Linked DNA regions of Mus musculus: regions 1, 2, 3, 4, 6 and 7 are each linked to region 5. A link is a contact called in public Hi-C and HiChIP or PLAC-seq data. All regions are on one chromosome and are shown on one strand. The core of a region is the stretch at or near the end of the contact, and the rest is flanking DNA. Distances in the headings are between cores, read along the strand shown. Region 1 has its middle 28 kb from the start of Gap43. Region 2 holds the start of Gap43 (growth associated protein 43). Region 3 has its middle 140 kb from the start of Gap43. Region 4 overlaps Gap43 (growth associated protein 43). Region 5 overlaps 4932412D23Rik (RIKEN cDNA 4932412D23 gene). Region 6 has its middle 100 kb from the start of Gap43. Region 7 has its middle 150 kb from the start of Gm29960.

Region 1 (2,763 bases), core at 236-2,735, 410 kb before region 5:
CTTTCATTTGGTCTAATAAACCTGTGTGGTTTCCCAAGTGGCCTGGAACAGTATGACATTTCCGCCTGCACCCAAGAGCTTGGAGATGTACCTCAGTGGTACAGCTCCTACCGAGTGTGCACAAAGCCCTAGATTCCGTTGCCAGCACCACATACACAAAGACTCTTGAGTAGAAAACTATCTATAGACATCTGGTATGTCCTAAGCTAATGGCATGTAGTATAGATTTTTGTTCTAGCAACATTCAGTTTATAGGTACCCATTGCTATGTTAAACACTAGCTTACTGCTAAATGAAATATACACCAAAACATAGTGGATTAAAACATCAACAATTAGTTATTTTGTAGTAGTTGTGTGTTCGTTCTTTTGGAGGGGAATTACTGGCGTTTCTGAGCATACACTTCTGAGGCCACAAACTGGCTGTAGTCTACTAGGAACTCCTCTAGAGTTGGGTATACAAGCTGGGCCCCAGAGGTTATTCTCTACCTGTCCTTCTCATTTTTCCAGCTTCTAATGTGTGGTACTTTATAATATGATCAATGACTTCCAAATCAAAATTTCTAAAAGAGAAGCCCACAGAGCAGATAGCAAGCCTCTGCTACAGTCATGCTTATTAACACTTCATTAGTTCATTCATACGTGTATGGCAAGGAACTGCTCAAGGACTGAATTTATAAAAGTGGACCCTACATTCTGTTCCTAGTACCACATACACACCAATCTTGAACAGTCATCACACACACAAATTATTTTAAGTTTTTTTTTTTCACTTTGAGTGCTAGCCTGTGAAATATGGCAAAAAGGTATACATGTAATGTAGAATAGAGAAAAATAAAAGATCTAAAGAGTTATATAAGCAGAAAAAGCATGCTTTGCTTAATGTTTTTCCTTTTCAAATGGTCATTTGACAACATGGCTACACACCCATCTGCAGAAACATATCTGGGTTCAGGATTACATGGCAGTGTGCTGCCCGTGAGCTTCTGTCTGTGTGATATGCCAATCAGTGTTACACAGGCCTTCCATAGCTAACTCGTGGGGTCTACGAGATTTCCTCTCTGTTTTTTCCTTGTTCATCATCCTTATTGTTCCTGTTCCTTTTTCCTAGTGAGAATCTTCAGATGCCATTGACAGTCTGAGAAGAGGAAGTCCTCAGTTCTTATCCACATGGAACACGGGCTGCTGATGAGAGCTGCTTTCCCTGTTCTGATAATTTAGTGAAATTGGTTATTTGTGAATAGTTCCTTGATTACAAGAACAGGTGGCATAAGCCTCGCACAGTGGCAAAGACTTCAGCAGTAAGGTCATTTGTATGAATGAGAAACACTGGCATGAGGAGGAGGAACACGTGGACTTCCACCGGCCCACTCGACATTTAGATATTTCAGGATACCTAAGAGCATTTTCTACCCTTGCTGAGAGAATCTGGGTTCAGTTCCCAACACCTGTGTTAGGCGGCTCACAGCCAGCTGTAACTCCTCCTCCAGGGGATCCAAAGACCTATTCTGGCTTCCGTAGGCTTTGTGCTTTATATGTATAAGGTCATACTCAGACATACATAGACACATAATTTAAAACAAAATAGCAACATCTTTAAGAAAAAAAATTAAAAACGAACAGATGAGACGAGAATGGCTTGTGAGATCCAGGTAACATTAAGTACAATTGCTAAATGCAGCATCAGTAGCAGCAACCAGAGGGCGTGAACACAGAGCTACAAAGGCAGAGGCAGGGGGAGCTCTTCGAGTTCAAGGTCAGCCTGTTTTACATCATGAGTTCTAGGGCAGTCAGAGCTACACACTGAGGCCTTGTTTCGAAAACAAAACAAAACAAAACAAAAGATGGGCAGGCAAGATCAGTCTGTTACAGCCCACCCCCACCTAACCCTACCCACCCCCAGTCACCTCCACCCTGGCCTTCTTTCTATTTGTCACCATAAGAAGGTGCTGCCCAATCTGGGGGCTAGGGTGTCAGATTTCATGGAACTGGAGTTGCAGACGGTATGAGCTGCTTTGTGGGTGCTGGGAATCGAAACCTGGGTTCTCTGGGAGAGCAACAGTGTTTTTAGTCACTGAGCTATCTCTCCGGCTGCAGTTAGAGTCCAGTGTATAGTCAAGGGGTGGGGATTCAGTTGCTCTCTTTTAACATCTGGCCACATGATCATGAGTATCTATACATAATACTAAAACTGCCAGCTTTCACGCAAACCTATGTATTCATTCCTTATTTTTCAAATTAGACTTTTCCATTTACTAAGTGCCCACTGTGTATGTACTAGGCATGAGTAGACCCTGAAAATATAGGAAGAGAAAAGCATGATTAAAAGATGAAGCCCTAAAGCTTGCTATATTCTGTTTAGGGACTTAAAGCATGGCATCTGATTAGTGTAAAGGAACTCAAAAACCTTCTGCCTAACAGAATAGTAAATAAACACTCAGACTCACAGCAGAGGCTTGTGAATTGGAGGAGGGCAGAGAGATCACTTGAGTGTGACACACGAGGGAGTTGCAAATGCATGGCCCTTTCTTCACAGGGCTATAGCTCCAGAAAGGATTGCTTTAGAGATGGGCTTGGTCCGGAGGAAAAAAATGATGCTGGGAAGAGATGTTACCATGGTGACGTTCTCTAGTTCACCTCCTCCTCTCTGCAGATCTTCTGTTGCAGTCTGCATTTCTATACTCGAAATGGGAGGTCAGAAAGGATGATTCCTCATCGCTGAGAGGCTCAGAGAGCAGGTTCTGCTTATTTGAGCGCAACAGAA
Region 2 (2,700 bases), core at 45-2,544, 440 kb before region 5:
CACTCAAACATGCTCCTAGGGGTGTTTGAAGGCTACATTTGGAGAGCGTTCCTGTGCTGTGGATGACTGCAGGATCCCAAGCACCCTCACCTCAATTAAGTTTCTAAAACGTCTTTCACGAAATAAGTGAGCAATTTGAAATAAAATGGAAAAAAATAATCTAGGCGGTGGGGGAGGGGAGGTGGGGGATTGGGATTCTAGCTCCTCTTGGACAGTCCCTCATCCTGAGGACCACGAGTCACCCTCCTCCAGGATATTAACACACCTCAGGTCACTGCTAATGCCAGCAAAGACTCACAGGAAGAGGGGAAAGAGAAAAGCCCCGGTTTCCAACAGGTAATACGGGCTCGGCTCCCCTTTCCCATCCCATCTCAGCTCAAAGCTCCTAGGGGCGTGGTCCATCCTCTTCCCGGACCAGCTGGCACACAATCCGTTCCTGATCTCAGGAAGGGGGTTTTCCCCCTCGGCATAGGCAGTTCTCCCCCAACCCTTGTTGTCTTTAGGCTCTCTTTAAAAAATAAAAAATCTCCTAAATCAGTTTCATTCATTCGTTAAATAAATAAATAAAACCTTCACATGTTTTCCCACATACACCTGCGCCCCTTTGAAGCTCACGCGAGCACGAAATCAGGTATCTTCCGCGGCACATGTGAGAAAATTTGAATCACGGAACAGGCAATGTTGAAATGTGACTATAATTCCCCCAGACCTAATTTTCCACAAATAATATCAAGATTAGCTTTTTTGATCTCGTAGATAGAGCCCACATCGTCCCCACACCCCTTTCTGCATCCACACCCTCAAAACCAGAGACCTAGCGGCTGAGCACTTACTAATAGGCGAGGGGAATCATATTTCTAGCCAAGCCGGCATATTTCTCTCCCCTTACCCTAATTAGTAGCAGCATTCCAAAAACCAGATCATGAAAGGCAGAAAAGAATAACGCCGGGATGCAAGCATCAGTTACCGTATGCTAAGGAAGCCAGAGCATCATGCCAGGGCAGAAGCAGTTTTTTTTTAAAAAAAAAAATTTTTTTTTCTGCCTTTCACGAGGAAACCCTGTACTCTGATAATTTCACAACAGCAAAGAAGTAAAAAAGAAATCTTTAGCTCTACCTGTTTGGTTCTTCTCATACAGCACAGCATGGTGGTATCTTCCCCTGCCTTCTTCCTGCCTTCTCTCCTTTCCTCCTCTCTTCCTTATTCCCCCCCTCTCCACCTCTTTTCTGCTCGCTTGCTCACTCGCTCTCTCGCGCTAGCGCGCTCTCCCTCCCTCCCTCCCTCTCCCTCCCTCTCCCTCTCTCTCTCTCTCTCCCTCACACACACCAGGGCAGTTAGCAGCAACTGTAAGGTCCACAGCTATTGCTCACCGCACACGCACATTCTCTCTCTCTCTCTCTCTCTCTCTCTCTCTCTCTCTCTCTCTCTCTCTCTCTCTCTCTCTCTCTCTCTCTCTCCCTCTCTCCCCCTCTCTCTCCCTCTCGTCCCTTCCTCCTCTTTCCTTCCTCTCTCCTTTTCCTTCCTTCCTTCTCCTCTTTCCTCCACTCCCCACCCAATCTTTTTCTTCCTTCTCCCTGGGTCCCTTTCTCAGAATTGTTTGCTAGCTTCCAGTGACTAATCACTTCCCGTAGCCCCTACCCCCATTTCTAGACAGTCACCCCCTCCCAGTCCCCTGCCAGCCTCATGAATATTTAAACACCTCCAATCTGGACCCAATTACCCACTGACTTTCCGCACTGCATTGGGAGGGCTATGGGGTGGGGGTAGAAAGGATATTCCAGAGAGTTGGAGAGATTGGATGGAACATGTTTTAGGGAAGTGGGGCCCGAGGAATGCTCCTGTTTCTTTTCTAACTCTCCTCTTTCCCAGTACCACAAGAAGGAAAATGCAAAGAGGACCTAGAGGTGCACATAAGTTACAGCTGCCATTAGATTTTACGCGCAGTTGATAATCATGGAGGTTCAGTTTTCTCAACACTAACTGATTTTATTTATATAACCTAACTGCACACATATGATACTCTTAGCTATGCACAAATATATCACCTACAAATGTGTCAGTACGCTACACACACACACACACACACACACAGCAGTCAAGCATTCTGAGCACTTGAATGTGGAATAAACTATGGTCTAGGAATTAGACTCCATATCTAAAACTACATAGTGGGTTATTTGCTTATGCACACAAGCTTCTTTGACAGTTGTGATTCTTTCTAATTAGCTTAGTGTCTGTGAATGACAGATTTCTGTAACACTAACATTTAATGTCTTACATTCTGAGAGCAATGGACACAGGTAAACTCTGTCTTGAGGAAAGATGCATACCATGAAGTCCACCTCAGTTCCTTCTAGTGCCTCTGCTATTCTGGGGGGAGGGGGGCGATATGACTTGTAAATCTGTATTGTGCAAAGTTTAGACATTTGGTATTGTGTGGCCTTGGAGAGCCCTTTACATCTATAAAGTGGCTATAATAATGTCAGTCATGCCAACACATTTTAGGACGGGAGGCAATGTGCACAGGACACTCTGGAGCCACTCTTGACATAGGTAGTTTTACAGACAACTTTTCTGAAATGTTGGTAACATTTCTAAGTGACTACGTCAAAGAACTTTCCAGATGATTTCTTATTGTTCATTACTGATGACAAGTATCTAATTAAATAGCTCATGTTGTTCTTTATCCCTCCTAGACAT
Region 3 (2,836 bases), core at 92-2,591, 300 kb before region 5:
GTTTCATTTGAAATAAAAAATTCTGGAAGTTCTTGTGGGCCCTAGACTCTCAGTGCTGAACTTTCAAAAACAATCACCAGATGCTGGGACTGGAGTAGAAGATGTGAGTTTCTGCCACTGTTGCACACCCTTGACAGTCTGGTCCCTGTCCTTCTGACCTTCAATGTGTAATAGCAAAAGTCAAAGAATGAAAGATGCCAGTGTGTCCAAGTACCAGCTAGAGTGAGAAGCCACCATTGTTCCCACTCATCCCCACTCCTGAAACAGTAACTGCTTTCCACTTCCTATTCTGGCTCATTGTTGTGTTTTCTGATTTGACTATTTACTACACTTTTTTTAAAAATGTCTATCCCATTTCAAAATGATATAAATTTATGCCAATGGATTAAAGGACACTTCTTCCTCATTCCTTGGGATAATTTAGCCATTTCCCACTTGACTCTGCTCACATTCAGGTCATCTGGTTGTTAGGAAAGAGGGAAGTGGGAGAGGAAGCTTCCCCAAGGTCTGGAATCATCAACACTGAAAATGTAATGGGTTGCTGGAACTCACAGGAAGTAGAGTAGAATTAGCTTCTTTTAAGGCTAGTTGTAGTAGCATTCAACGTCCCTGTCCCCTCTAAGACATACACAGAAATCACAAGTTTTTCTCAGGCCTGTACCTTCAGCCAAATAAGCAGTCTTGAAAAGGAAGTAACTTGCTGGATTTCAGGGGTATAAAATATATTAAATAAACTTTGTTATTTCTACAAGTAGGTAAAGACATGTATATTATGGTGACAAGGGAAGGTACTGTGTGCATGCTTTATGCTTTTTTTATTTAGAGGAAACATTAAGGGAGGAGAGGAAGGGATGTTTGACTTGTGAGAAAGAAAGTAGCTGAAAAATGGCAGAGCAAGACATGCAAATAGACTGGGCAGATTTGCTAGGTTTAAAGACTTTGTGAAACTGTACAAAAAGGCTGGCATGCCATTGTGTGTGTGTGTGTGTGTGTGTGTGTGTGTGTGTGTTGTTGTTGTTGTTGTTGTTGTTGTTGTTGTGTTATGAGCCCCTCTCACAGCCCTTGCATTTGAACATACAGTGAGGGATAAACCTATCAAGAAAGGCTCAACTCATATTTCCACCTCAAAGGAATGGAAATGGCAAGAGTGTCATTTCTATTTCATTTCATGCTTATTTATTGCTGAAGGGCTTAAGCAAAACAGAAGGATGGTGAGTTCGTGTGGGGGAGGGAGGGGAAGGCTTCCTTTGTCTTGAATGACTTCAGCATACCGGTACTGCGTCAGTATCCTGTGTGTCTGATGTCTTTTGTTTAGGAATGACTAAGCTGGTAAAGCGCATGACTGATTCCACAAAGGATGTTATAGCATTAACAATCTAGATATGACATTGGTTATGAAAGCCTATATGAAGCTGACTTCAATAACCAGGGCAGTTCTTCTGTGACTAATGAACGACTAAGGTCATTATGACACTATGAGCAAGTCCCCGCCCCCATCCTGCAGTTTATAGGATTATCTTAGGTCATATATATGCTCGATCATGCCATGCACTAAATCTTTGCAGGAGCACATAACTTCCACCTTTAAAATATTCACATCTGTCTTAGGTCAGCACAGAAAAAATGATTCTCTGGGAGGTAGCTAATCTCAAAATGCTTCAGTCTTTCTTTATGTTTACACTGTCTAGAAGGAATTTCTACTGTCTCCTTGGTATTGTATATTAGCTATCAGGTTGAGAATTTAACCAACACATAATAATAATAATAATAATAATAATAATAATAATAATAATAATAAATAATGCTTTCTAGAACAGGGTTTCTGTTAAGACAGTGAGCATAGCAGAAAATTTCCAAAGGGAAAGAAAAATATATGACTTCTAGAAGATAAAAAAGGGGGAAGGTGATGGAGGGATTCTCTCAAAGTCTAGAAGTCTAGAAAATCCTTTAACTCCACAAGTGTAAAATATCAACAGGGTTGTAGAGATTCATAAGAAACGGAGTTTCAATTTGATGTGATGATGGATGGGAAAAGCCAGCTGAGAAATCAGAATGATACAACATTCTCTTCAGTTTCCTTTAATGCCAATGTGGTCTTTTGTTGTTTTCATGTCAATTTGTCTTAAATGTTTTTAACATGGAAAATAAATATGTGGCTTAAAGATTCATCTAGGATCCATCACTTCACAGAACAGTGGAAGCATTGGTGTCTAATCCTGCAAAGTGCATGCAGGGCTGGGTAAGGGAATCACTTAGGGACCATGCCAAAGAGCTTTTGGTATTTTATTTTTAGTCCTTTTGCTTAGCTTTTGGAAATGAAAAGAAAAAAGAAATTGAGAAAAATATCCTTTTTGAATGATGGACTCAGAGCTAAGAGGGACCTGGAAGACTGTCCTCTGCTCTGACATTGCAGTACAAGAGCCCTTTTTCCAGAAGCAATGACAAATGGCCAGTTCCTACCTGGACAGTTCCAGGGATTGTCACGCACGTAGTGAGGGTTGCTAGAAAGGACCTCCACATAGTGTTACCATTTTTCTTCCTCTTGCTTCCCACTATTAATCTTCATTCTACCCCGTGGAGTTCCACAGAACAATCACATCCTTCGTTTTGTAGGTGACAACCCAAACAACCTTGGAGAGAGAAGTCAGGGTACAAGAGAGAAGTGATGGGCCTGTCAGTTATAAGGGATTGTTAAGTGATTCCTTGTGTGGCTCTAACTTTGAAAGAGGCAGTTGGAAAAGATGCTCGGTGGCAAAAGAGGAAGCTAAATGTCGAGTCCGTTTCCAAATAAAGAAGACTCACAGGAAAATGCGTGAAAAAAGAGTGATATCCTCAA
Region 4 (2,755 bases), core at 6-2,505, 480 kb before region 5:
TTCCCCAAAGCCTCTGTGATAAGGGAGGAAAGGATTCTAAAGGAATACCTAAGTTACCATTTAAAAAGTCACACTGTGAGTATATGTGAATAATATGATCACAAGCTGGTTGGAGGAAGAAAGTCAGATGGCTAAAAATAACGAAGATATGCAAATATATACACATATACACATTATATATGTGTGTGTATATGTATGTATGTATATATATATATATATATATATATATATATATATACATTGTGTGTGTGTGTGTATGTGCGCGCATGCACGTGTGCTGGCCTGCCCAGTGTCATCTTTCCACATAGTAGTTTCTGTGTGATCCTGGGTCCTTGCACAGCTGCCACCTCCTAGGCAGGGACCCATGGAAGCTAGCTGGAGGCTTCTCGCTATTCTTCCATTTGTGAGTGTGATGTCACGTACAGCCCCCGACACCACCCTATCCCACTGCCAGTCTCCGAGATTCATTCATGTTACTGGATGAATGAACAACCCTGGTGCCAGGTGTTTCCAAGCCAAGAGGAAATCTCACAGTATCTAAATTTCGCCACATGGATGGTAATTTCACTTCTTTCCACCTGCTTCATTTACTGTCCTCCCAAGTTTGGAGAGAGAGAGAGAGAGAGAGAGAGAGAGAGAGAGAGAGAGAGAGAGAGAGAGAGGACTGTGTGCAGTTACTCAAGAAACCTAAATAAATGTAAATGAATACTAATAATTCCGAAGGGTCATTGTTTTCAAATGGAGTCCCTGGTTTTGCCTTAGCTGGCTTTCTCTTTTGTAACATCTTCCATGATTCTTACTTAGTTTGCAAATGTCTGATTCTGCTGAGGTAAAGAAACCATCCAGCCCTTTGCTATGGTCTCCCCTTGTCCCGCTGAAGGAAACAGTGAACATAGCCTAAGGGATGCTAATGTGCCCTTAGCAGCCTCCAAGTCAGGGAAAAAAAAATGGAGACAGACTTCCAATTGACCCAGTTAGCTTTTCCCATTCTTTGTCACCTGCTGTGTAACCCACCCAGGTCTCTGCATAAGCAGCAGGAGCAAGCTGGTTGATTTAAGAAGACTAAGAAAGGAGCCCAGCCCATTGGCCCTCACTGTTCTTCTGAGAGGTCTGGGACAGAGGCTCGAGCTTTTGTTCTTCAAAACAAGCCTATGCAAGAAGCAATTACCTCCCAAACAAGAATTCCCTAGCGCTCTGAGAGAGCATTAAGACTAGATGCTTGCTGAATTGGAGGAGGGGCTCCACTAGTTGCAGACCTCTGGGCGAACACTAGGGCTGTGCGGGTGGGGCATCCGAATGATCAGTCTGTGCTCCGCCCTGGCATCCTTAGGATCTGGGGTCTCAAGCCACGCCCTCAGCCCCACCACCACTCCCCACCCCGGCAAGCTGAGAGGTGGGGGCTCTGAAAGACAGCAAGACAGAGACAGACAGAGAGAGAGAGAGAGAGAGAGAGAGAGAGAGAGAGAGAGAGAGAGAGAGAGAGAGAGGAGCATGCTGAGGCTGAGAAACAAAGCGATGAGATCACCCGGAAGGAGCCAGTTCCATCGCGGAAGACAGAGAATGAAGTGCAAAGTAGGGATGACCAAAGGAAACAGATGTCAAAATGTAGGGAGTAGGGCAGATCAACTAAAGCACAGAAAGGAAGCCAAAAATCAGTGTGTGCAAGAAAGAGCGGAAACTGCAGAGAGGCCAGTCAAAATCAGCGTTGCTTAGGGAAAAAGCAAGTTAGTTTCAGCCCCCTCCTCTGCTCCCCAAAGTCTGGGGTCTTGTCAGTTCCTTATTTTATACAGATTTTGTATATCAAGGGTAAGAGGGTGAGCTTCAGGGTGCCCCTGAATCCAAACCATCAGGCAGTGTGTTTAATTAATTTCTCATCTGAGTGTCCATAGAATGTCCACAGTTTTTCTAAGCTCAGTGCTGCCTGTTACTTCTGTACCTCTAGAAAAGTGTCTTTGTTATTAGGCCGAGTTATTGAAAAGAAAAAAAAAAGATCAAAACATACGAAACACATAAACTGTGATAGGAGTGAAGAATTTGGTAATAACTGACTGAGAGCAGTCACCTAACCCAGATAACATTCAAAGGCACAACTTCGAAGGTAATTACAGGAAGGAAAGCCTGAAGACTGATACATTGCATGATGGGAGAAAAAGGGAGGGGTTCGATGCCAGGATGGTCTGTGGGCCTTAGGGAACACTCTTTGGACACTTATGGATGTAGTGACTGAGCCCACTAAGTGATCTAGATTCTTCTCTCTTCCTCACAGGGAACTGCCCAGTACCCTGGCTGTTCTGGATCAGACAGCACTCAGTAGTAAGTGCTGGTAGCTGAAAAGCCCTTTACCTAACGTTTCTTTCTTAAGCCTGAAGATGACCATATGACAACTGTATCCTTATGCCTAAGCAACTCTCCTCGTCTGCACTTACAATTCAATGTGGCTCTTTCTCAGGTGCCTATTAATTTGACTCTTCTCTCTATCCAGTCTCCTCACCCAACAGTTCCTTCTACCATTTAACCAGGCAGCAAGAAGGTTCCCTTGAAACGCCATTTAGCTACCCTCTCTCCCATAACGTTGCTCTTGAGAATCGAATTCTGACACAAAGGTTTCAGGTAAACAGTAGGTTTGTAACCTTCCTTCTCACTACTGTTGAATTGGCTAACATAACACATAGCTCAGAGAGGAGGTGTGTGAGTGTGAGTGTGTGTGTGTGTGTCTGTGTGTGTGTGTGTGTGTGTGTGCGTGTGTGTGGTTTTA
Region 5 (2,793 bases), core at 223-2,722:
GGGATTCTCCCAGATGTCTCTGAGTCTGGCTAAGCTCCCCCTTTCATCTACAATGACATCCCTCCTCCCCCATATCGAGGAGCAGTTCTGTCTTTTCCTTTTTATTTCTTTTTTTTTTTTTTTTTTCTAAAAAGGAAAGTCTAAAGCATCACTTGATGAACACATTTGAAATCACTGTTTGGTTTAAGTAGAAGTGGTTTCCAAACCCTGATGCTTAATTTCAAAAGAAATGAAAATATTTTTTGTCTTATTTCTCAAATGAGCTTGAAATTTTATATATTGTAGCGTTTACGTGACTAGTGCTGAAAGAGTTAAAAGTCGGAGGTTTTTTTTTTATCGCCCTCTGTGAAGTCCCTGGATAGGATCTACTTCTGACCTCAGCTGTGGCATGTGACAAGTGCTTTGTAGCTTCACATCACAGCTGCATGAGGTCACTGGCAATCCTTTCAGGAGCTGATCCCGCAGCCTCATTTCCTTGACAGAGTAAAGCATTTTACTAGATCTAAGATTAGGCGTATTTGTAACTGGTACGCAAATTATCAGTTATTATTTGGTATTCACGTTACTGCCATGGTTTCTGTGATTCATCCAATGCAGTCTGTGTAAAAAGCAATGACCTCATTCTTTGCTGGATCTAAAATCAGTCATGGTCACTAAAGCCCCTTGTTCTACACAAAAGAAAGAAATCAGATGACCTTTGCTCTGACCCTTGACTTGATATTTACAAAAGCTAATTATGGGGAGGGCCAACTCTCTTTTATCATTCAAGGACATTTGGCTAAGGTCTACTCCTTAAATAAAAAACAAAATGTCATTCAGAGGGCTATTTAAGGCTGTATACAGTATAAGGAAATCTACTCTGATGTTAATTTGGCGTTTTTGGCCATCAACATTGATTTTCTCAAAGTCAATCACGTAAAACATGGGAGGGGTTATATGTCTCTCATTAAAATCAAAGTGGCTCACTAACAAAAGGGAGTTGGTTATCTGGAGGTCTGGCAGTTGGAGGTCAGAGAGACACGTGGTCTGATAGCTTCAGCTAAACCTCTCTCAGTTTTCACTACCACGCCCCTGCCCCTGCTTCTGCTGGAAAAGAACTACCAGGCACTATGCATTGCTTTAACTCTAAGGGCTCTAAGGGTTACTTGGTTGATAAGGAGACCACCCCTAAAACAGAAGGCAGCCACTAATCCCCAGTGGGATTATTTAGTTACCTTTATTATAATAACAATGCTTACAAATACAGGTTTAAGGTAAACAAACATTCAGAAGAAAGAAAAAGAAAGAAAGCATCAGATAGTTAGAACAATGGGAGACACACAGTCCTTTTTTTCCCGGGGCTTCCCCTTGGCTGGCCTTTTCTTTGGGGAAAAGTAGAAGTCTGAATTCTTTTGTTCATTTCAGCCACCGCCCTTTTGCAATCTGAGTCTGAGCAAGGCTGCCACGCCCAGGAAAGGGACAAAGGCAGAGAAAGGGGATCTCTGGGCACTGACACAGCTCCACTTACTTAAACAGGACTCATTTGTTGGTCTCAGTAACATAGCTGTACACATCAGTTACCATCTCTATAAACAAACAATTAAAACAGGGGCATAAAATATATGCATGCTCTGAAATTCTATCTGATTAAAGTATTCTTTTCCTAGAAAGACAGGCAGCCAGAGTTCTACTCGTTTCAGAAAAAGGATGAATGCTGCCCCCTCTTGACTAAGTGCTGGATACGCTGAACAGCCATAAACTCTAATGGCTAGCCAGTGGGAATAAAGATCCTACTTTTGTACAGAGAATTTTAATGAAATCTTAGAAGCTGGAAGGTTAGAGGAAGCTCAAAGTTTATCTCAATGGGACTTTTATAGGTTTCTGGGAGATGGGTCATGCTTTATCGATGCGCCTGCATCTTCTCAGCTGTTTCTGTTTTGTAGATTCTTAATTTTGCCTGGAATAATCATTTGAGTTTAGTGCTCTGTTTCCCCGATAAGACTGATAGACTCCTTGAGAATATGAGCCACTGCCACCCCTCCTCCTCCTCCTCCTCCTCCTCCTCCTCCTCCTTTACTTGCCTTCATAACTATCAGAATACCTTCAAAGATTCATGCATAGTGGGTATTCAACAATACATAAGCAATCTCTAGCTGGCGTCACTATAGTTTATGGCTATGAACAATTGGTTCTCTCTGAACTCATAAATTCAGCTTGGGTTTCAAGTCAAGAAATTTTGTTTTGTTTTGTTTTATGTTTTGTTTTGTTTTTGTTTTTTGTTTTGGTTCTCGAGACAGGGTTTCTCTGTGTAGCCTTGGCTGTCCTGGAACTCACTTTGTAGACCAGGCTGGGATTAATGAGATGAGATTAACTCAGAAATCTGCCTGCCGCTGCCTCCCAAGTGCTGGGATTAAAGGCGTGAGCCAATGTCAAGAAATTCAAATAAGTGCTGTCATTCCTTAATCTTAGAATCATTTAAACTTGGAAGCATACTCGGTTTGCTTATAGGCACCAAGCACTAAAATACATGTTATAGACAAAAAAATACTTTTAAAAATAAAAATTAGGCCAGGCGTGGTGGCGCACGCCTTTAATCCCAGCACTCAGGAGGCAGAGGCAGGCGGATTTCTGAGTTCGAGGCCAGCCTGGTCTACAAAGTGAGCTCCAGGACAGCCAGGGCTATACAGAGAAACCCTGTCTTGAAAAACCAAAATAAATAAATAAAATAAATAAATAAATAAATAAATAAATAAAAATTAAAAAGTACAGGAAAAAAAAACCCTAGTCATGTTACACACAGGTGTAATGTTGAAT
Region 6 (2,700 bases), core at 85-2,584, 340 kb before region 5:
TCTTTTTTTTGTTTGTTTGGGTTTTTTTTGTTTGGTTGTTTTTTTTTTTTTTTTTTGGTTTTTTGGTTTGTTTGTTTTTGTGTTTGTTTTTGTTTTTTGTTTGTTTGTTTGGTTGGTTTTTCGAAACAGGGTTTCTCTGTGTAGCCCTGACTGTCCTGGAACTCACTCTGTAGACCAGGCTGGCCTCGAATTCAGAAATCTGCCTGCCTCTGCCTCCCAAGTGCTGGGATTAAAAGCCCGGCTCATTAATGACTTCTACCCAGCTCCTCTGCATGCTTATGACTACTGCTGTTCCCATCCAAATATAAGGACCTTGAAGGAAAAACCACCCCTTACTCCTTAGGCACATTCAGACTGCAGCACACCTCAGAAAGTGTTTTTGAACTGACATGGTTTCATTCCCTAAAATTGGCAGACACTGATAACTTGTGATGGCTTTCTTTCTTTTCTTTTATTCAAACCCCGCCCCGCCTCTTGTGTGTGTGTGTGTGTGTGTGTGTGTGTGTGTGTGTGTGCAAGCGTCACATGACTGCAGTTATCTAGGGCAGTAAGCAATGTTCAAGTGATTATAGCAGAAAACCGAGATTCCACCAGCGCCCTGGGAATTGCAGCCAGAGATCATCTGAGCCACATGCTTAATATTTTAAACAAGAGGCATGGTCCTTTCAGAGAGGTCTTCGCTACTGATTCTCTCAAAGGATTTAGTCGCTCAGCTACATTTAACATTCACTGGGTCAGACCTTTATCCAAGATGACGTCATCTGAATCCTCATGCAATTCAATTTTAGCGTGTATTCCGCCAGAGTACCTCCCCCCATCCTGCCCCCTGTCTCTTGGTAGACAGAGACAAGGCAAATAAATAGCAGTTAATCTGAAGCGTGAAGCTTTGGAAAGCCTTTAGCCAAGGTTTGTATTTAGTTACCCTCTGGGGGGGGGAGGTGCGGAAGAAGGAAGGAGAGGGCTCAGCCCCCTCATGGCAGTAGGAACCTTTAAGAATTGACTTGGGGAGAAGAGAAAACTCTCAAGCTGCTTGGGAAGGAGCCACCCACAAGGACAGGGACTTCCAGCTGCCTAAGTAATTCAGTCCCCTACATACTGATATCAGAAAGGAGCCTTTGCAGGGTATTTCTCACATGCGCAATAAGCAGCCCTCACCACCTCCCCCACCCCCAGAGCTTCCGTTTTGATTCATCCTCAAAGTGGAAGGCGCTTGAATAACCTAGCTGAACTTTCCTGTTCCTCTGTTTGAAACCTCGAACACAGGCTGGATCAGCCTCACTATCGGCCTGCCTTACTCCCTTTTCTTAACCCTCCTCCTTCCCAGACTCTCCATCCTTTAAATACAAAAGTCCTGGTTTCCCTCCCTCCTGGAGCAGCCATTGACTTCAAACAGGGTCTCCATGGAAACCAGAAGCAGTTTCCTGCATCCTGGAGCCAGGTTCTCTCTTCTAGGTGAAGCAGGGCCTTAGGGAGCTGCAAGAAAAAAGAGGTCTCCTGATTAACGTGAATCTGATGAGGAGGGGAGAGAATTTAGGCAGAGTGGTATGAGTTAAGATAAAAGGAGCTAAGGGTTCAGATTCTCTCTCAATTTTTATTTCAGTTTAACACCGTTCAGAGGAGACCTTGGAACCAAACAAGAAATCTCAAGGTCCAGGTCTATGGCCCCTAGTCTGTCAGCATCCAACAGAGGTCTGTTAAATATGGAGATTGTTTAGGGATGACTTTACAATGAAGTCCCGACTACACTTCTCATAAAAGCAAAGCATTTTTTAAAAGCATTTAAAACGAACAAGAGAACGAAGTCTTTGCTACCGGCTACTCCATTTTCTTTTCATGTACACTCTGCATCACCCCATGCCGCAGACAGAGCTGTACATGAGAATTTAGTGCATAGCCCCCCACCCCCACCTGACCTGAAGGCATGGAGAAAACTCCTTGTACCTCCAGGACTCTGTTACCCCTTCTCCTGATTGATAGACACCTTCATTCATATCTGGCTCTCTAAGTCCAGAACGGCACCTTGACGCTCTTACTCAAACCCATCTGTCCTGAAGCATGATCCTGTCATGGTCTGCCTCTTCCGGAGGTCTCAAAGCCCTTTTCCAGAGTGAGTTCTGTCATCGACCTGAAGGTTCAGTAGAAGACTACAAACAGACCTCTGCTGGCTTCCCCAGTTTACTGTCAGTAGGTCTTGCATGGCCTTTGCTCTTCAGTCATATTTCTGGGTCCACTGAAACAGTTTGTTCTGGAACTTTGTGTCTTCTCTTCTGAAGTTCCTAGTATGTTGTGCAACTTTAGTTAGATAAAATTGTTTTGCTTTTCTCTATTGATAGAGATGTGAGTTTTCCCCTTGCAGTGGGAAAGATGTCGCTTCCTCCTCCCTTGGAGCCCTCTCCCTTGGCATACTCAAATATATTTTTGTTTGTTTGTTTGTTGGTCTCTGTCACAGCTGCAGCAAATGAACAAAAATGTATTTGCTGAAAACAATATAACTTTACTATGTTACATATCTAGAAGGGCATCAGAGGTTTCACTGGATCAGAACCAAGGCATCTGTGGTGGTTTTAGAGCATGCCGGTGTACTTTGACTCTCCGCCCTCTAGAATCCCTAACCAGCAACAGCATCACTCCAATCTCCGTTGTCCCATCTCCTTTCCTGATCTTATCCTCTTTGCCTTCTTTTAAAGATGTCTGTGTCCA
Region 7 (2,700 bases), core at 35-2,534, 280 kb before region 5:
TTAGAGAAAAAGAGAGTTGATTCCGTAATGGTGTCAGTATTCTGACAATGATGAAGTTAAGTACAAAGCGCTTCTATTATTGAGAGGTGTTTTGTGGCATGAATACTGCAGTTTATTGATTGTTCACCACCTGGATTATTTACAGTTTTGACTGTCACAGAAGAAAGAGCTACAATAATCAGTAGTACTAGGGTTTTATGTAAACATTTTTATTTCACTGAGATGAATGCCTAAGAAGTGCAATTTCTGAACCACATGGTAGTTACACAGTATATCTAAGAAACTTCAGATTTGAGTGACAACAAAGATATCTGTATGTTTATATTTAGCAGTAGATAATAGTGACCTATGGTTTCCAAATCCTTGCATACACTGAGTCTCATTACAAACAAACATACATAAATACACTCACATGTATATGTACACATGTAACATATATATATGTATATATATATAACATATATATACATATATATATATATTATGATGTATATACATTCTGATGAGTATAAAATAATGTCACCTGTTTTAAATTTTTATTTCCAGAATATTAAGTATATTGCAACTTCTTTGACCCTATCATTTACTCTCTGTAAACTTTCTTTGGTGATGTGTCTTCTGTGTTTCTGCCTACCCTCTGATTTTGTCATCACTTTCAGACTAGAGAATGCTGAGTGCCATTGTCAACTCTTGCGTCATTTTCCATGATATTTGGCAACATTGTTAACTCACATGCTTTTAAAAGTTGCAATTTTTTTTTTCAAAACAGACAATAGTATTTGGGAAGTAATAGCACATGTATTCTGTTTATTTAATGTTCTTTTCAGAATGTTGTATTGTTTTATTTCAGATAGAAGTAAGTCTGCTCCCTCCTTGTTTAATGCTACATGTTGATATGACTAAAATAATCTAATCTCTTGAGAATACTCATTCAAACTGGTCTTATGTGTGAAATTAAAGTTCCTTTTAAGAGACCTGTTCTCAAGAAACCTCTCAGCAAAGCTATCTGTAAGACAAGAGAAACAGCAAGTACAGACTACAGAAATGAATAGCATTGATGTCCACAACAAAGGGCAGTACTGAGTGGAGTTGTTTCATTCTTTGGTGGAGTTCTCTTTATCTAGATTAGAAACAACCTAGGTACATGTCTGCTCTGACACTCCATGGGCACGCTGCAACTTTCTGTTTTAGTTTTAGGAAGAAAAGAAGAGGTAACCTCAGAGAGTGATTGACACTCACAGGATTAACGGAAGGCTGTAAGAAAAGAACCAATGAAATCAGTACCTGAGTGTCTTAGAACAAACAACTATGAGGTGACGTCTTTTGAGAGCCGTCCAGTGGCTCACATGGACGGGGTACACCTGAGTGGCAGGCCAGCACTGAAAGAAAGGGAAACTAGGCGGACAAGAGAGAAATGGAGCCAAGACAATGTTCTGATCAAGGCTCAAATGTTTTATGACAACTGTGCTTATAAAGTGGGGAGGGGAGGCCCATTCCCACCAATTCATTCTTGGAGCCCAGCTGCAGGTGACCACGTGCAGGATAGGGTGTAGTCTCCCAGCAGGTAGCAGTATCTTGAAGAGGAACAGTAACAGTGTCTGAACAATAGAGTGATCTAGGGAGGCTCCACCCTAGATAATCTCCTTAGTGGCAGCAAGGTCGAGTTTTGGCTCACCAGCTTCAGGCTGGGTGGAGGTTACAGACATCAATCTGAAATTATCTAAATGCTCACATCTACCAATATTCCCAGGTATATAATGGCATCTCTCATTCTTCAGCATAGAGAAGAGTTCTGACACATGGTGGGCTGTTGAAGAGAAAACAAACCAAACAGTAAGTGTGCCATAAAGTTTGAATAATATCTAGGAAGTATATTTCAGTAGTATTAAGCTAAGTTCAGTAATATTTATACTACAGGTATATACTGATGAAAAAGACCTAAACAAATGAAAAGAAATCTAAGAAGAATGAAAGCACAAATAATAAAGTTTTCCTGACCACTCTAGTTTGTCATTAACCTTCTAACTTTCTGCTGTGTTTTATGCTCATTAAGTTGTGATTATTATATACATATATAGATGTATAGATGTATAAACATATAGGTATATAGATATATAGACGTATAGATGTATAGATATATAGAAAATATGCCAAGTCAGCACCTTTGTTTTGTCTGCTGCCATACTCCACGTATCTGGAAAAACACTAATAATTAATAAGCACATAACAGATATCTGCCTATTGAAAGAGTAAGAACTCACATAAGCACATACATAATGCTATAGAACTCTATTAGAGTCATACTTCAAAAAACTAAGACAACAGTTTGGAGGGGAAACTACAGCTGATAGGTGATTTCCACATCATAGTCTCTGTGCCTACACTATGTCAGAAGTTGTTAAAACATGAGCATAATTACATATTATTTTAAAGTTGTGTTTCAATAAACACTTACTAACACTAGACATCATGCTGGTATATTAGAAGGATTTTTGAAGGAAAAAAAGCTGAAGTACTGTTGTTTCCATTCTTACAACAAAGAAAAACTGAAAATAGATTAGTTTTTTAAACAGGTTTATCAAAAAAATGATGTCATAAGTCTAACAAAATATACGGGGAAATTTGGCTGTGATCCTTTGTCTGGCTTACAATAAAAAAATACACAAAACATATAGGACAAGTTAAAATATAGTTAGGACA

Evidence for each region. A called contact is a pair of places that touch in the nucleus more often than the background predicts. HiChIP or PLAC-seq counts read pairs in DNA pulled down with a chosen protein or histone mark.
Region 1: an H3K27ac HiChIP or PLAC-seq map of embryonic stem cells shows a contact between it and region 5, with 2.9 times the contacts expected there. The contact joins two enhancer-like sites. A contact is called at or near these places in 1 of 15 datasets of contacts at CTCF or cohesin (the NIH/3T3 cell line), 5 of 484 Hi-C or Micro-C datasets (cerebral cortex, embryonic stem cells, forebrain and 1 more), 11 of 115 datasets of contacts at active chromatin or transcription factors (embryonic basal ganglia, embryonic stem cells, extraembryonic endoderm stem cells and 2 more) and 2 of 9 other capture datasets (embryonic stem cells and embryonic tail).
Region 2: an H3K4me3 HiChIP or PLAC-seq map of forebrain shows a contact between it and region 5, with 14 times the contacts expected there. The contact joins the promoter of Gap43 here to the enhancer-like site in region 5. A contact is called at or near these places in 7 of 39 promoter capture datasets (the 3T3-L1 cell line, cranial neural crest, embryonic stem cells and 4 more), 9 of 484 Hi-C or Micro-C datasets (the N1E-115 cell line, cerebellar granule neurons, cerebral cortex and 4 more), 16 of 115 datasets of contacts at active chromatin or transcription factors (SST interneurons, craniofacial prominence, differentiating embryonic stem cells and 10 more) and 6 of 9 other capture datasets (adipose tissue, embryonic stem cells, embryonic tail and 3 more).
Region 3: a contact with region 5 is called in an H3K27ac HiChIP or PLAC-seq map of trophoblast stem cells, with 10 read pairs. The contact joins two enhancer-like sites. A contact is called at or near these places in 1 of 15 datasets of contacts at CTCF or cohesin (the NIH/3T3 cell line), 3 of 484 Hi-C or Micro-C datasets (all in embryonic stem cells), 10 of 115 datasets of contacts at active chromatin or transcription factors (a colorectal cancer cell line, differentiating embryonic stem cells, embryonic stem cells and 2 more) and 1 of 9 other capture datasets (embryonic stem cells).
Region 4: a contact with region 5 is called in an H3K27ac HiChIP or PLAC-seq map of embryonic stem cells, with 13 read pairs. The contact joins two enhancer-like sites. A contact is called at or near these places in 1 of 15 datasets of contacts at CTCF or cohesin (the NIH/3T3 cell line), 8 of 484 Hi-C or Micro-C datasets (embryonic stem cells, stem cell-derived cardiac mesoderm, stem cell-derived motor neurons and 1 more) and 21 of 115 datasets of contacts at active chromatin or transcription factors (cardiomyocytes, craniofacial prominence, embryonic basal ganglia and 11 more).
Region 6: a contact with region 5 is called in a Hi-C map of the N1E-115 cell line, with 9 times the contacts expected there. The contact joins two enhancer-like sites. A contact is called at or near these places in 15 of 484 Hi-C or Micro-C datasets (the C2C12 cell line, the HL-1 cell line, the N1E-115 cell line and 9 more), 14 of 115 datasets of contacts at active chromatin or transcription factors (cardiomyocytes, a colorectal cancer cell line, differentiating embryonic stem cells and 8 more) and 1 of 9 other capture datasets (embryonic stem cells).
Region 7: a contact with region 5 is called in an H3K27ac HiChIP or PLAC-seq map of extraembryonic endoderm stem cells. The contact joins two enhancer-like sites. A contact is called at or near these places in 5 of 484 Hi-C or Micro-C datasets (all in embryonic stem cells), 15 of 115 datasets of contacts at active chromatin or transcription factors (the NIH/3T3 cell line, cardiomyocytes, a colorectal cancer cell line and 4 more) and 2 of 9 other capture datasets (embryonic stem cells and embryonic tail).

What each region holds. Positions count from the first base shown.
Region 1 is chr16:42,367,741-42,370,503 of GRCm38.p6, forward strand. No RefSeq gene overlaps it. Among named protein-coding and RNA genes, the nearest start is that of Gap43, 28 kb to the left of the region's middle. Within about 2 kb of position 1,486, at least 21 of the 459 cell types and tissues checked have an H3K27ac peak or open chromatin away from gene starts, as enhancers often do. A contact at or near this core is called in embryonic stem cells and forebrain, where this site is marked.
Region 2 is chr16:42,339,357-42,342,056 of GRCm38.p6, forward strand. It overlaps Gap43 (growth associated protein 43), which reads right to left and starts at 1,295. Exons shown (of 3, transcript NM_008083.2): 1 at 1,117-1,295. The coding sequence starts at 1,146.
Region 3 is chr16:42,478,915-42,481,750 of GRCm38.p6, forward strand. No RefSeq gene overlaps it. Among named protein-coding and RNA genes, the nearest start is that of Gap43, 140 kb to the left of the region's middle. Within about 2 kb of position 1,342, at least 15 of the 459 cell types and tissues checked have an H3K27ac peak or open chromatin away from gene starts, as enhancers often do. A contact at or near this core is called in a colorectal cancer cell line and trophoblast stem cells, where this site is marked.
Region 4 is chr16:42,304,941-42,307,695 of GRCm38.p6, forward strand. All of the region lies in intron 1 of Gap43 (growth associated protein 43), which reads right to left. Among named protein-coding and RNA genes, the nearest start is that of Mir6540, 2.8 kb to the left of the region's middle. Within about 2 kb of position 1,256, at least 132 of the 459 cell types and tissues checked have an H3K27ac peak or open chromatin away from gene starts, as enhancers often do. A contact at or near this core is called in craniofacial prominence, embryonic basal ganglia, embryonic forebrain and 7 more, where this site is marked.
Region 5 is chr16:42,780,914-42,783,706 of GRCm38.p6, forward strand. The region is part of intron 1 of 4932412D23Rik (RIKEN cDNA 4932412D23 gene); the gene reads right to left. Among named protein-coding and RNA genes, the nearest start is that of 4932412D23Rik, 93 kb to the right of the region's middle. Within about 2 kb of position 1,473, at least 134 of the 459 cell types and tissues checked have an H3K27ac peak or open chromatin away from gene starts, as enhancers often do. A contact at or near this core is called in the N1E-115 cell line, a colorectal cancer cell line, cortical neurons and 15 more, where this site is marked.
Region 6 is chr16:42,443,942-42,446,641 of GRCm38.p6, forward strand. No RefSeq gene overlaps it. Among named protein-coding and RNA genes, the nearest start is that of Gap43, 100 kb to the left of the region's middle. Within about 2 kb of position 1,335, at least 66 of the 459 cell types and tissues checked have an H3K27ac peak or open chromatin away from gene starts, as enhancers often do. A contact at or near this core is called in the N1E-115 cell line, cortical neurons, differentiating embryonic stem cells and 1 more, where this site is marked.
Region 7 is chr16:42,499,742-42,502,441 of GRCm38.p6, forward strand. No RefSeq gene overlaps it. Among named protein-coding and RNA genes, the nearest start is that of Gm29960, 150 kb to the right of the region's middle. Within about 2 kb of position 1,285, at least 5 of the 459 cell types and tissues checked have an H3K27ac peak or open chromatin away from gene starts, as enhancers often do. A contact at or near this core is called in extraembryonic endoderm stem cells, where this site is marked.